Linked DNA regions of Mus musculus: all the other regions are linked to region 3. Evidence: chromatin contacts called from public ChIA-PET and promoter capture Hi-C data. All regions are on one chromosome and are shown on one strand. The core of a region is the stretch at or near the end of the contact, and the rest is flanking DNA. Distances in the headings are between cores, read along the strand shown.

Evidence for each region. Promoter capture Hi-C pulls out the DNA fragments that hold promoters and counts their contacts. ChIA-PET counts read pairs in DNA pulled down with a chosen protein or histone mark. Capture Hi-C pulls out chosen DNA fragments and counts their contacts.
Region 1: an RNA polymerase II ChIA-PET map of memory CD8 T cells shows a contact between it and region 3, with 130 read pairs. The contact joins the enhancer-like site here to the promoter of Oga in region 3. A contact is called at or near these places in 1 of 39 promoter capture datasets (pre-B cells), 2 of 115 datasets of contacts at active chromatin or transcription factors (effector CD8 T cells and memory CD8 T cells) and 2 of 9 other capture datasets (liver and pancreatic islet).
Region 2: a contact with region 3 is called in a promoter capture Hi-C map of neural stem cells. The contact joins the enhancer-like site here to the promoter of Oga in region 3. A contact is called at or near these places in 5 of 39 promoter capture datasets (the SN4741 cell line, Sertoli cells, epiblast stem cells and 2 more), 2 of 484 Hi-C or Micro-C datasets (bone marrow-derived macrophages and cumulus cells), 11 of 115 datasets of contacts at active chromatin or transcription factors (T-cell acute lymphoblastic leukemia, acute myeloid leukemia, embryonic basal ganglia and 7 more) and 3 of 9 other capture datasets (adipose tissue, liver and pancreatic islet).
Region 4: a contact with region 3 is called in a promoter capture Hi-C map of liver. The contact joins the promoter of Poll here to the promoter of Oga in region 3. A contact is called at or near these places in 7 of 39 promoter capture datasets (the 3T3-L1 cell line, HPC-7-derived erythroid cells, fetal liver and 4 more), 1 of 15 datasets of contacts at CTCF or cohesin (the NIH/3T3 cell line), 3 of 484 Hi-C or Micro-C datasets (CD4 T cells, CD8 T cells and bone marrow-derived macrophages), 17 of 115 datasets of contacts at active chromatin or transcription factors (the 230-238 cell line, the SCID.adh cell line, bone marrow-derived macrophages and 12 more) and 4 of 9 other capture datasets (adipose tissue, liver, macrophages and 1 more).

The regions. Positions count from the first base shown.
Region 1 is chr19:45,629,916-45,632,615 of GRCm38.p6, forward strand. It overlaps Fbxw4 (F-box and WD-40 domain protein 4), which reads right to left. Exons shown (of 9, transcript NM_013907.2): 5 at 950-1,044. Among named protein-coding and RNA genes, the nearest start is that of Fbxw4, 29 kb to the right of the region's middle. Within about 2 kb of position 1,251, at least 78 of the 459 cell types and tissues checked have an H3K27ac peak or open chromatin away from gene starts, as enhancers often do. A contact at or near this core is called in effector CD8 T cells, memory CD8 T cells and pre-B cells, where this site is marked.
Region 2 is chr19:45,936,452-45,939,151 of GRCm38.p6, forward strand. The region is part of intron 16 of Armh3 (armadillo-like helical domain containing 3); the gene reads right to left. Among named protein-coding and RNA genes, the nearest start is that of 4930505N22Rik, 60 kb to the right of the region's middle. Within about 2 kb of position 1,275, at least 43 of the 459 cell types and tissues checked have an H3K27ac peak or open chromatin away from gene starts, as enhancers often do. A contact at or near this core is called in hippocampal neurons and neural stem cells, where this site is marked.
Region 3 is chr19:45,782,266-45,784,965 of GRCm38.p6, forward strand. It overlaps Oga (O-GlcNAcase), which reads right to left and starts at 1,288. Exons shown (of 16, transcript NM_023799.4): 1 at 667-1,288. The coding sequence starts at 865.
Region 4 is chr19:45,559,264-45,561,974 of GRCm38.p6, forward strand. Poll (polymerase (DNA directed), lambda) reads right to left here and starts at 1,301. Exons shown (of 9, transcript NM_020032.3): 1 at 1,223-1,301; 2 at 317-453. The coding sequence starts at 428. It overlaps Dpcd (deleted in primary ciliary dyskinesia), which reads left to right and starts at 1,322. Exons shown (of 6, transcript NM_172639.3): 1 at 1,322-1,444. The coding sequence starts at 1,381.

The sequences.
Region 1 (2,700 bases), core at 1-2,500, 150 kb before region 3:
TAATGTTTCCTGCCTCAGCCTCCCAGGTACAGGGATTACAGGCATGAGCCAACACACCTGGCTAGTTAAAGCAGAAGAAATAACTGCATTTTGGCGTAATCCTGGCCATTGGGAAGCTGAGGCAGGAAGCTCTAGCTCACGGCCAGTCTGGGCTGTATAATCAGTTCTGGACAAGCCCTAGCTACACAGCAAGACTTATTTTGATTCTGGTTTTAGGGGTTTGTTTGTTTGTTTGTTTGTTTGTTTGTTTTAAAGAGTTGTGGACTGGAGAGATGGGGAGAGATGCTCTTCCAGAGAACCTGTGTTTGATTCTTGACACCCACACAGTGGCTCAAAACCATCTGTAGCTACAGTTCCAGATTCAGCACCCTCTCTGGTCTCCAGAGAACCAGGCGCATGAACAGGAGCATGCACGGCGAACTACCACAGACATCAAATAATAAAACTGAGCTGCCCTTCCACAAAGTTGCCACTGTTTCTGCTCCTCTCCATATATGGATGCGGCCCAGTTGGCAGACCCCAAACCTCTCCTCCTCTCCTGATACCCAGAGCCTGTAAGGGATACACCAGAAGACATTTTCAGGGAACAAAGCAGAAGTGAGTCACAACAGCAGGCTAGCTGCTGTCCTTGCCTCTCAGGTATACTGAGAAGCCTCTGCGTTGGAGCAACCCCAGAGGACATCTGCTCCAGAAAGGTAACACTGCCCTTAGCTATAGCCAGTATGTAGCTTTCTCTTAACATTTCTGGTCAGATGCTTAGGAAAGGTTATCGCAATTCCAAAGTATAGTGAAAGACCCAAAGACTTAAAGTCTCTGGAGAATGTTTAAATCCCCAGGAGAGTGGTTCATAGCAACCTAGAATACACTAGTGAAAAAACTTCTAGCTTATCTGACCTAATAAAATGAAACCATTCTTGAATGAGATAAAAACCAAACACGTCTCCCTTACCTGAGTAATGGGCTGATAGCAATGGACCAGACTCGGTCTTCGGTCTGGATGGTGTGTAAGCACTGCCCCAGCCGGCCCGAGGCCAGAGGCCATACCTGGAAACAGGAGAGGAAATGCGCTTGTTGGCATTGCCTGGGCTGAGGAGGAAGAAGCCAACACCATGTGGGAAGAGTGAGACTGAGGAACTGGGGAACAGAGAATCCTTTCTGTCCTGAAGACAGAGAGAGCCAGGGTCTGAGCAGAGGGGCCTCTTCAGCTTCTCGTTCAGCTGCCACAGAGACGGGCCTTACTTCCTGCCCCAACCACCAACCTTTACCCTGCGAGTCCCTCTTCCTCCCAGGCTATGAGAGGTTACAGAGCCCTGCGTGAGATTCAACTGAGGAAATGCAGATGGAAGCCTCCTGCCTCTCTCAGAAACTTCCTTGTTTGTGACTCTTCCCTTCTCCTATCTTTCACCAAAACTTTACTTTAGGCACATAGAGAGCTGCGGGAAGACCAAGGCACAGTGTGGGGGGGAGACATGTATACTATTAGAGGAGTAAGAAGAAAACTGCAAAACAAGGAGAGAATGGGAACAAGACTTCAAAGTGAGAGGGGGTGTTGCTGTTTGTTTGTTCATAATGCCCAGGATCCAAAGGTATTCGCGTCAGCAGGGAATTTTAGCACCTAGTGTCACCTAAAGTAGCAGAAAAGCTTAACTCTTTTAAGCTTCCATATCTCCACAGGTTAAAAATATTGCTTGGAGCCCACTATCTGGGCCCTATCAGTCAGGAATGCACATTAGCAGGCACTCTGGGCTTAACTCTAATCAACACTCCCGAGCCTCTCAGCACTCAGTGCATTTAGAAATCTCCCATTAACACAAGGCTCCCCCGCACCTCACCCTACCCCAGATGACACACACACAGGGACATAAGCCTCTAACCAAACAGAAGGGAAACCTCCAATGTACAGGGCTCTCCCCAGAGCAGCCACAGAGGGATCCCTCGGCAGCTAGAGGGATCAGTGACCTCTCAAGGTCCCTGCAGAGCTATAAGGGGAACACACCACACTCAGGCAGGACCTTAGATGGAAGAACTTAAGGAAACATTCCTTCAGTGTAAGGGGCAGTGATGGAATGGGGGTGGTCTTGCCTTCTTAGGATCACATGGTATCTCTTCCCTATAAAAGGAGAGAGTGTTTCTCAGAGTTTGTGGGTATGATGCAGTGGGGGTGGGGTAAGAGTAGGGGGAACTTTCCCCAAAACTAAGAAAAGAAATTTAACGAGAATATTCTGGATGAGAAGGGAACCAAAAAAAAAAAAAAAAAAAACAACAACAACAACAACAACAAAAAACCACCAACGAGGGCACATATCTCAGTATTTCCTGTAAGCCCAGGATTCTAGCATCTGCCTTGCCCTTAGCAGCCAAACCCTTTGGTAATAACTAGATGCCCTTCTGGTTTCTTCCTTTAGACTGCCCAGCTTGGAAGAGACCTTTGCCTTTTCTGAACTCCCTCAGAGTCAGGTTCGTGCTTGTGTGGTGAAGAGGGCCCTCCTGATTTACATAATCTCCAGGACAGCCTAAACATGTGTTCTAGTAGCTTCTGTGGAGACGGCTGGTAGTAACTGAGAGCCCTCAAACTACAGATTAATGTTCCTGATCTTCAGGAGTGAATCAGGAAGTACACTGCCAATTCCAAGCATCAGTTAGGAGTGGCAGCCTGTCTCTGTAGCACAGCATCCTGTGGCAACAAGAGTGTCCTGGCAC
Region 2 (2,700 bases), core at 25-2,524, 150 kb after region 3:
TGTGGTAACTGCATTTAAAACTCAACTGGGCATGGTGGCACATGCCCAATCTTCAGCATTTGGGAGGTAGAGACGGGAGGATCACGAATGTGAGGTTATCCTGAACTATATAGCCAAGTTAATCCTAATGTGGGCTATATGAGACTCTGAGGGAAGATAGAAATACAATAAAAAAAAAAAAAAAAAAAAACCAGAAAAACCAAGAAAGACGGGATAAAAGGGGCTGGTGAGATGCTCACTCAATGGGTAGGCACTTGCCACCCACCATGTTTGATGAATGAATTGAGTTTGATCCTGCAACCCACATTGCTGCAATCCAAAGCTGTCCTCTGACTTCCATATGCAAGCCAAGACACAGATGTGCATATACATGCATTCATACACACAAACATACACATAAATAAATAAATAAATTTAAAAGGCAGGAAGAAATATGGGATGGAGGTGGGGAAGGAAGGACAAAGGAAGATAAGAAAATTTAATGAGGGTGGGTTTTGTTTTGTTTTGTTTTGTTTTTTGGTTTGGTTTGGTTTTGATTCTTTTGAGGTAGTTTCACTGTGTAGCCCTGGCTGTTCTAGAACTCACCACATAGACCAGGTTGGCCTCAAATTTACAGAGATCCGCCTCCTGGGTGCTGGGATTAAGGTGTCCAGCACCACCCAGCTGAAAGGTGGGAAGAAAGGCAGGCAGGCATGCAAGCAAACATGGATGCATACATTTGTAATAATGCATCCTACGAATCCTTCCTCTCTCCTTCCACAAACCCTAAAACAAGGTCTCCAGACTAGACTGGCCCCTCCAACTCCCTGTGAAGCTAAGAACAGCTTTGAACTTCTGACCCACCTGCCTTCACCTCCACCCTGAGTGCTGGGAGTTTAGGCACAGTGGTTTCATGCAGAGGCAGATACTGAACCAAGTGCTTGCCCAACTGAAACATAGCCTCAGTCCAAATCCTTGGACTTTCATGAACTACTCTCAGGTCAATTCGAGAGCTAAAGTGATAAGCCTAGAGCTTTTCTCTCAACCCCTTGCCTATGCCATGAACTGAGTATAGTTTCCTAGTATGCCCTTAACTGGTCAAAGATCTCTGAAAAAATTAAATTCAAAAAAGATTAAAAGCCAGGGATCTGAGACAAACACTGCGAGGAATCTGCTTTCCTATTCTCCCTTCCTCTCCATCTGCCCGAGGAGTCAGCTGTGTTTGTGACAGCTTGGAGGCTCTCACAGGGGCAAGACAATGCATGTGCAAGAACCACAGGAGGCTTTGGAATAAGGCGGGCCTGCGCTCTGCTGGGAATGAGCTCAGCACGACGGGAAGCAACTGCTAGACTGGCAGTGCAGAGCAGGCAAGACCCCATCTCTCCCTGGCTTTTAAAGACTGATGGAAAAACCAACCTCTTCCCACAGTGGACTGGAAATAAGCATCCCGTGGCCTGTCCCACCCCCGACCTGAGAGCCGACATGCCTGAGAGCCTGCAGACTCCAATTACTAGGAACTGTTACAATCTATGAAAACAACTCCTGTAAAGATTTTCTTTGAAAGACTTTTGAAAAGCAATTCTACAAGGCCCACTGATAACAAGCAGCGCTTCCAGCTCTGGCCTCCCCTAGCCTTGGGGAAAGAGCCCATCTTCCCACAGAAAATACAAACCGGGAGCCTGGGGGAGACCACTGCCCCCTGCGGATTACCTTGACAAAGACAAGGACAGGGAATTCTGAAAGCAGAGGCTAAAGCTATAAATTTAGCTCTAGCCTAGCTCAAGTCCTATCATGCTTGGGTGTCACCATGAACAACAAATGTGAATCTAGATAGCCCAGCCAGAAGAGCCTTCTCATGGGGAGGCAGCAGCAGTTTATCTTCACTGACAATCCTTGCTAAGACATCCTCCACCTATGTCTGTGAGGGTGTCGTCCAAGAAATTAAATTAAGGAATTAAAGACCCATCCTAAATGTGTCCTGTACTACTCTATGGGCTAAGGACTCAGGTAAAGAAAAAGAGAAAAGGGAGAAAGCCTAAATGTAGCCAGACTTTGGCTACTTTGTGGGTTCTTTTTTCTTCCAACCTTTCAACCCCCTAACACTAGACAAGAGAGACAAAAGGATCCAGGGGAAAAGAAGTGTCATTATTCTTACACTTCCTGCTGACTAGGGCTGTCCTTGGGCAAATTTTGTCTTTGAAGTCAAGATATCTAATTTCTCCTTGTTTCTTCTTTGCAAACAACTACTGAACAAACCACAACCTACAGCATCCACCAGCCCACATGCCTCTCGGGACCCTAGCATTTAGACAGCTCCTGAAGAGCCCCAGAATTCAACCACTACACACTTGCAGAAACTATCTGCAGCTGTCAATATCACACCCCTGCTAGTGCACGAGGCAAATCATAGTCAGCTGCTGTGGACAATCTGAAACAGCCCAAAATCCCACACCTGAAATTAAAATAAAAACATATCCTTATAATGTTTCTGTGTTTTTTTAAAAAAAAAACAAATTCTTACTACATCTAATTGATAAACACCAGCATTCATCTCTTTCTGCTTCCTGACTGCAGACACACTGAGAAAAAGATGCCTTAGGCTGCCACAGTCATGCACCACAGCCATGCCTTCCCCTTGGTATCAGACTCTATCACCTCAAAATGAGTCAAAAGAAATCCTCTTTGAAGTCCCTTTTTAAAAACTTAGACTATTATGTGTGT
Region 3 (2,700 bases), core at 38-2,537:
AATTCTAACTCCACATAACAGATGCTCTGAGATATGATATACTGGTATTTACACACACTCCCAAGTCAAAAAAACAGCAATTGTTAAAGGATGATACTTTTCTGGGCTACAAGTGAGTCTTAAGAGGTGAAGGAGGCTTACAGGCTAACAAAAATAAATAAATAAAAATAAAAACAAAACAATTTCCTAAGCCTGAAGGAATCTGTAATATAATAAGCTGACTGCGCTCCTTCACGGGTAAAAACGTGCCTGTGAGGGCTGATTTTTTTTCCCCTTACAAGGATAGGGGCGGGGGATGGGAGCGCTGCACAAATTTCAACTGAAAGCAGGCATCTCTGCGGACTAAGATCCCAAGGTACAAAGAAGTGAAGCCCACAGCCGGACCACAGGCTCCTTCCTTGCCACCGCCTCCTCCTCCGACAAATCTGTGTGGCTCTAAGCCAGAGGAGGGTGGGGTCAGGCTCCTCCATAGCCCGGAGTCGCCGAAGCCGTGACATAGCGGAGGGTAAAGAAGTGTGCCCACCGTCTGTCTCCTCCCCGTAACCCCGTGTGAGCAATGACGGACGCCTCCCGTCCTGGGGGCGGGGAACTGCGGGAAAAGTCACCAGCACGCCCCTCCCGGGGACGGAGGCTGAACACCTACGCGGGACTGGAAGGCCAACTCACCTTCCACGACACCGCACAGGAACCTGCGGGCCCCTCCGGCCGCCCCGACCACGGCCGCAGCCCCGGCTCCCGATGGGTTATCTTCTCCGGGGGCGGGAGCTACCGACTGCTCCAACGAAGCCCCCGAGGCGGCGGCAGGGTTGGCGTTGCGCTCGCTCTCCCGCTCCTCCAGCGCCGCCTGGCTCTCCTTCTGCACCATCCTCCTGCCGCCGGCCACCGCTCCCCTTCGGCCTCGGTCCGTTGGGCCAAAGGCCCGGAGCCCTGCAAAGGGGCCGCGGCTCCGAACGCGCGCCTCCGGGGCTCCTTCCCCTCCCCCTCCGCCCTTCCCCCTTCCTCTCGGCGGGGGCCCGGAGTGCCCGGATGAGAAGGGCGGCGGCACCGGCTCGAGCCCTTTGTCAGCCGCTGCCTCGCCCCGCGCTGGGAGCCGGGAGCCTAAGCGGAGGGCGAGGCAGCCGCCGCGTCTCCACGGAAGGAGGACCGAGGAGGCGCCTTCGCTCGTCCTCCACGCCCGCCGCCCTCCGGACAGCCCGGCGTCTCCGGCTCTCTTCCCCCACCGGAGTCCCTAAGCAGCTCCTGCCGCTGCCTCTGCCGCCCGCTTCCTGTTTATCCGCACTGCGCCTGCGCTACAGACCGGCTCAGACCGGTCCCCAGCCCGGCTCCCCCGCCTTTCCTTGGGATAAGCCCATTGCGCTTTATTTGCTAGGGGAGAAAAAGGACAAAGGGCGCCGTGAACACCGCGGAGGTGTGCGGCGGTGGGACGTACCATTTTGGCTCGCCACCCTCCGGGATGAGCGCCACACTCTGGGTCGGACCATTACCCCACCCGGAGGAGGGGAACATGGGAGAATGCGGCCGGCCGGGGAGTTTGGGAGGAAGGGGGGGGGGGGGGGCGGAAAGGAGGTGTTTACCCTCTCAATGCGCAGGCGCCGGGACGATACTTCTAGTTCTTAAAGTGGTAGGAGACACTGACCTACTTTGGAGATTGTTGTACCAGTTTGGCTCATCGGGGCTGCCTGACCCACGTCTGCTTCTGTGAAGACACCATGCCAAGGAGCTCAGCTCACGCCTCTGTCCTGACTCATTGTTTCTTCTATCCTGTCTTCGGAGTTAACCGTGTTTTAAATTGAGCAGTCAACTGTTTTATTGAGTTTGCCTCATCCTGGGCTGTTGGGACCATTATGACCTCATAATATGGTTAAAACCTGCTGTTACGTCTCTGCCTGATTGAGCCCTACGTTTGTTTTGGGAGAGGCTGTGGTATGAAATTCACCAGACTACGTATGGAGAAGAAAGACTGCATTCCAAGCACAGGGAAAACAAACGTCTAATAAAAGTAGAAGAGAGTGGAAGGCGAGTTTGTTATGGCGATGGAGAGTGTGCGGTGTGCGTAAGGGACATGACCCTTTTAGCCTTAGCATCAGCATTTCCAAGGAAACCCTGCCTCTAAGGGCTTGCCTCCTGTACTCTAAGGGCTTGCCTCAGAGTACACTTGACATTTTGGTTCCTTAAGGGATCTGCCAGCCAGGCGATGGTGGCGCACCTTTAATCCCAGCGCTTGGGAGGCAGAGGCAGGCGGATTTCTGAGTTCCAGGCCAGCCTGGTCTACAAAGTGAGTTCCAGGATAGCCAGGGCTATACAGAGAAACCCTGTCTCAAAAAGACTAAAAAAAAAAAAAAAAAAAAAAAATCTGCCCTGTTTGGGAACAAACCTCTCATGTTCAATGTTAAGAAAGTAGTCAAACTATTGCATATGCCAGAAAGATTTTGCTGAAGGAACCCTGTTATAGCTGTCTCTTGTATGAGGCTATGCCAGTGCCTGGCAAATACAGAAGTGGATGCTTACAGTCTATAAAATGGAACACAGGGCCCCCAATGGAGAAGCTAGAGAAAGCACCCAAGGAGCTGAAGGGGTCTGCAACCCTATAGGTGGAACAACAATATGAACTAACCAGTACCCCCAGAGCGCGTGTCTCTAGCTGCATATGTAGCAGAAGATGGCCTAGTCGGCCATCACTGGGAATAGAGGCCCCTTGGT
Region 4 (2,711 bases), core at 51-2,550, 220 kb before region 3:
TGGCTGTTCTGGAACTCACTCTGTAGACCAGGCTGGCCTCGAACTCAGAAATCTGCCTGCCTCTGCTTCCCAAGTGCTGGGATTAAAGGCTAAAGGCTTGCTTGCTAGCGATACCCCCCAGGGGTTTTTTGTTTTTGTTTTTGCTTTTGTTTTGTTTTGTTTTTTTCAGCAAACTTCCTTTTTTGTTGTTTTGTTTTGCTTTTCGAGTTTGAGGCCAACCTGATCTTGGCCACAGGTTAGGTCACTTCTGTTAATCTGACTCTAGCTGAAAACAAGAAGGCTGAACGTTCCAGTGTGTGAGGGTGGACCGGCTCACCTCTAGCTTCTCCCACCTCCCTTTTGGGAATCTTTGCAAGTGCTTTTGAAGATAGATCTGCATGACTTTTCTTCCGCTTGGGAAAGGCCTTCACGATGCCCTGAGGGTCCATTGAAGGGCGCTGGATCCTGGCCTTTCTGTTAAAGGATTGAGAGCCAGCCCTTAATAATTTGGCATAGAGGTGGGGTTTAGGGGTAACAGGTCCCTTTCTCAGAGGTCTCGGAAACCCCAGTTAAACTTAAGTGATTTAATCCGAGTGCCACACACACATACCAGCCTTTCAACCCTAGTCGTACTGAGGGAAGCCAGGGAAAGGTTGGGATTCTTGTGGGTGTAGGGGAGGTGTGGATCGAAAGGAAACAACATGGGGTGGGGGTGGGGGGAGGAATATAGCGCAGAGTCAGCCTCTGCGTCCCCTTCCAAGAGACTTTTCCAAAATGATGACGGGTTTGGGAACCGGACTACATCTTTAGGAGAGTCTTCATCTCCCCAACGAATTGGAGTCTAAGGGACATGTCACATAAACCTCGCATCATCTTTCTCTAGCCTCAATGTGCATTCGCAGAAGAAAACCTGGGGAGTGAGGCTTCAGGGAAAGTTGTGGGCACGCTGCGCACCTGTCCCTGTCGCAGCAGCCCCATCGCGCGGGTCTGAGCCCCGCAGCTGCAGGGAGGTGGAGTGCAGCCGCAGCAGATGTAGGGAGCCCTCACAGCTGGAGGTGGGCAAGACCGAAGCAGACGTGCCACATCCACTGTGAGCAGCTGGTGTGAACCAGGGACTCCCAGCTGGGGCCAGAAGAGAGTTGGTGCTGGATCCCTAAAAGTTCTGGGAGCATCCCCACCCCACCCGGCCCCAGGACCGGTCCAAAGTAGGTTAGAATCTCCCGGCAAAGAGAAATAAACTCACCATGGGAGCCAATGAAAACGGATTGGGGGAGGAAGGGGTAGAGGGGAAAAAAAAAAAAAAAAATCAGTTCCCAGAATACTTCCCGGGTCATCCGGAAGTGATCATCGGTCGGGTAGTTGCCATGGCAGTGGCCCGGCGCGTTCCTGGGCGGAGGGAAGATGGCGGTGACTAGCTGGTTGGAGGTTTTGCGGTCGGCCGAGAAGACGGCACTGCTGCAGGATGGTAACTCGAGACCCCTCGTCCTTCCCCCCAGGGCGGGCTCTATGCGCCCGCTCCCCCAGGGAGGGCCTCAGCCTGGGTGGGCAGAGCTGGACCTGTCGCAGCAGCCTACAGCCATGCCAGCTTCCTGCTTTTGCAGAGGAAACCGGCCCAGGGAGATGACCCGAGTGGAACCCAAGTCTTTGGTCACCCACCTCAAGAGTTCCTTATATCATCTCTCCCCGCTCAGAGTTTTGTTGGTATTTCCCAATAATTCATTTTACATTCATCATCGTCCCTCAGGGCTGTACCAAGAGGCTAATTCTGCACCCCATTTGACTGACGAGGAAACTGAAACCCAGGAAGGTTTTAGACCAAACCCAGGTTTTGCAGATAATCAGGTATAATTCGTCATCTGGGATCCATGCAGCTCAATTTGGGGGTCCTATTGATGACAGCAGCCCCAATGGCATAGAAAGGAGACACCAGGGTTTTAGATCAACTCTAACATCGATTCACCTCTTCAGTTGTTAGGACCCCATTTTCTTCAATTATAAAATGAAGTGGGTGGGCTACCAGTGTTGTTTCTAAGGTCCTTGTTTTCTTTTTCTTTTCTTTCTTTTTTTTATTTTAAAGATTTATTTATTTTTTTATTATATGTAAGTACACTGTAGCTGTCTTCAGACACACCAGAAGAGGGAGTCAGATCTCGTTACGGATGGTTGTGAGCCACCATGTGGTTGCCGGGATTTGAACTCAGGACCTTCAGAAGAGCAGTCGGGTGCTCTTACCTGTTGAGCCATCTCACCAGCCCAGGTCCTTGTTTTCTAACTATGTTTTGTTTATGATGTGGATTTTAAATTGCCCCCTGATCTTTAGGGGAGATAGAGCAAGGGCTAAGGTCTAAATGACTAAGAACAGGAGCTTGAGATGTCAGCTTTTCCTCATCCTGCAAGTGGCCAGTTTAAGTGCCCTGTGCCCCTGAGGTCTTTCACAGACCCACCCACCTGGCAGCCAGGGTGCCTTAGGTCTGAATTCCTGAGGCTTTAAAGCTAACAGCTAGCTTTAAAACATCCACAGGCAGGTGCCTGAAGTTTACAGAAATTAAAATCAGGTTTCATTTGCTCCTACCCTACAGCATTTAGGGAACCCATTGCCATGTGCCAAATTCTGTGCTAGAGCAGATAGAAAAAACAGACAATAGCAAAGTTAAAACAAACAAGAAGACGACAACCATGGCTTATGCTTTCCTGGGATCATAAAATTATCAAGAAAAAAATATGTAAGGAAA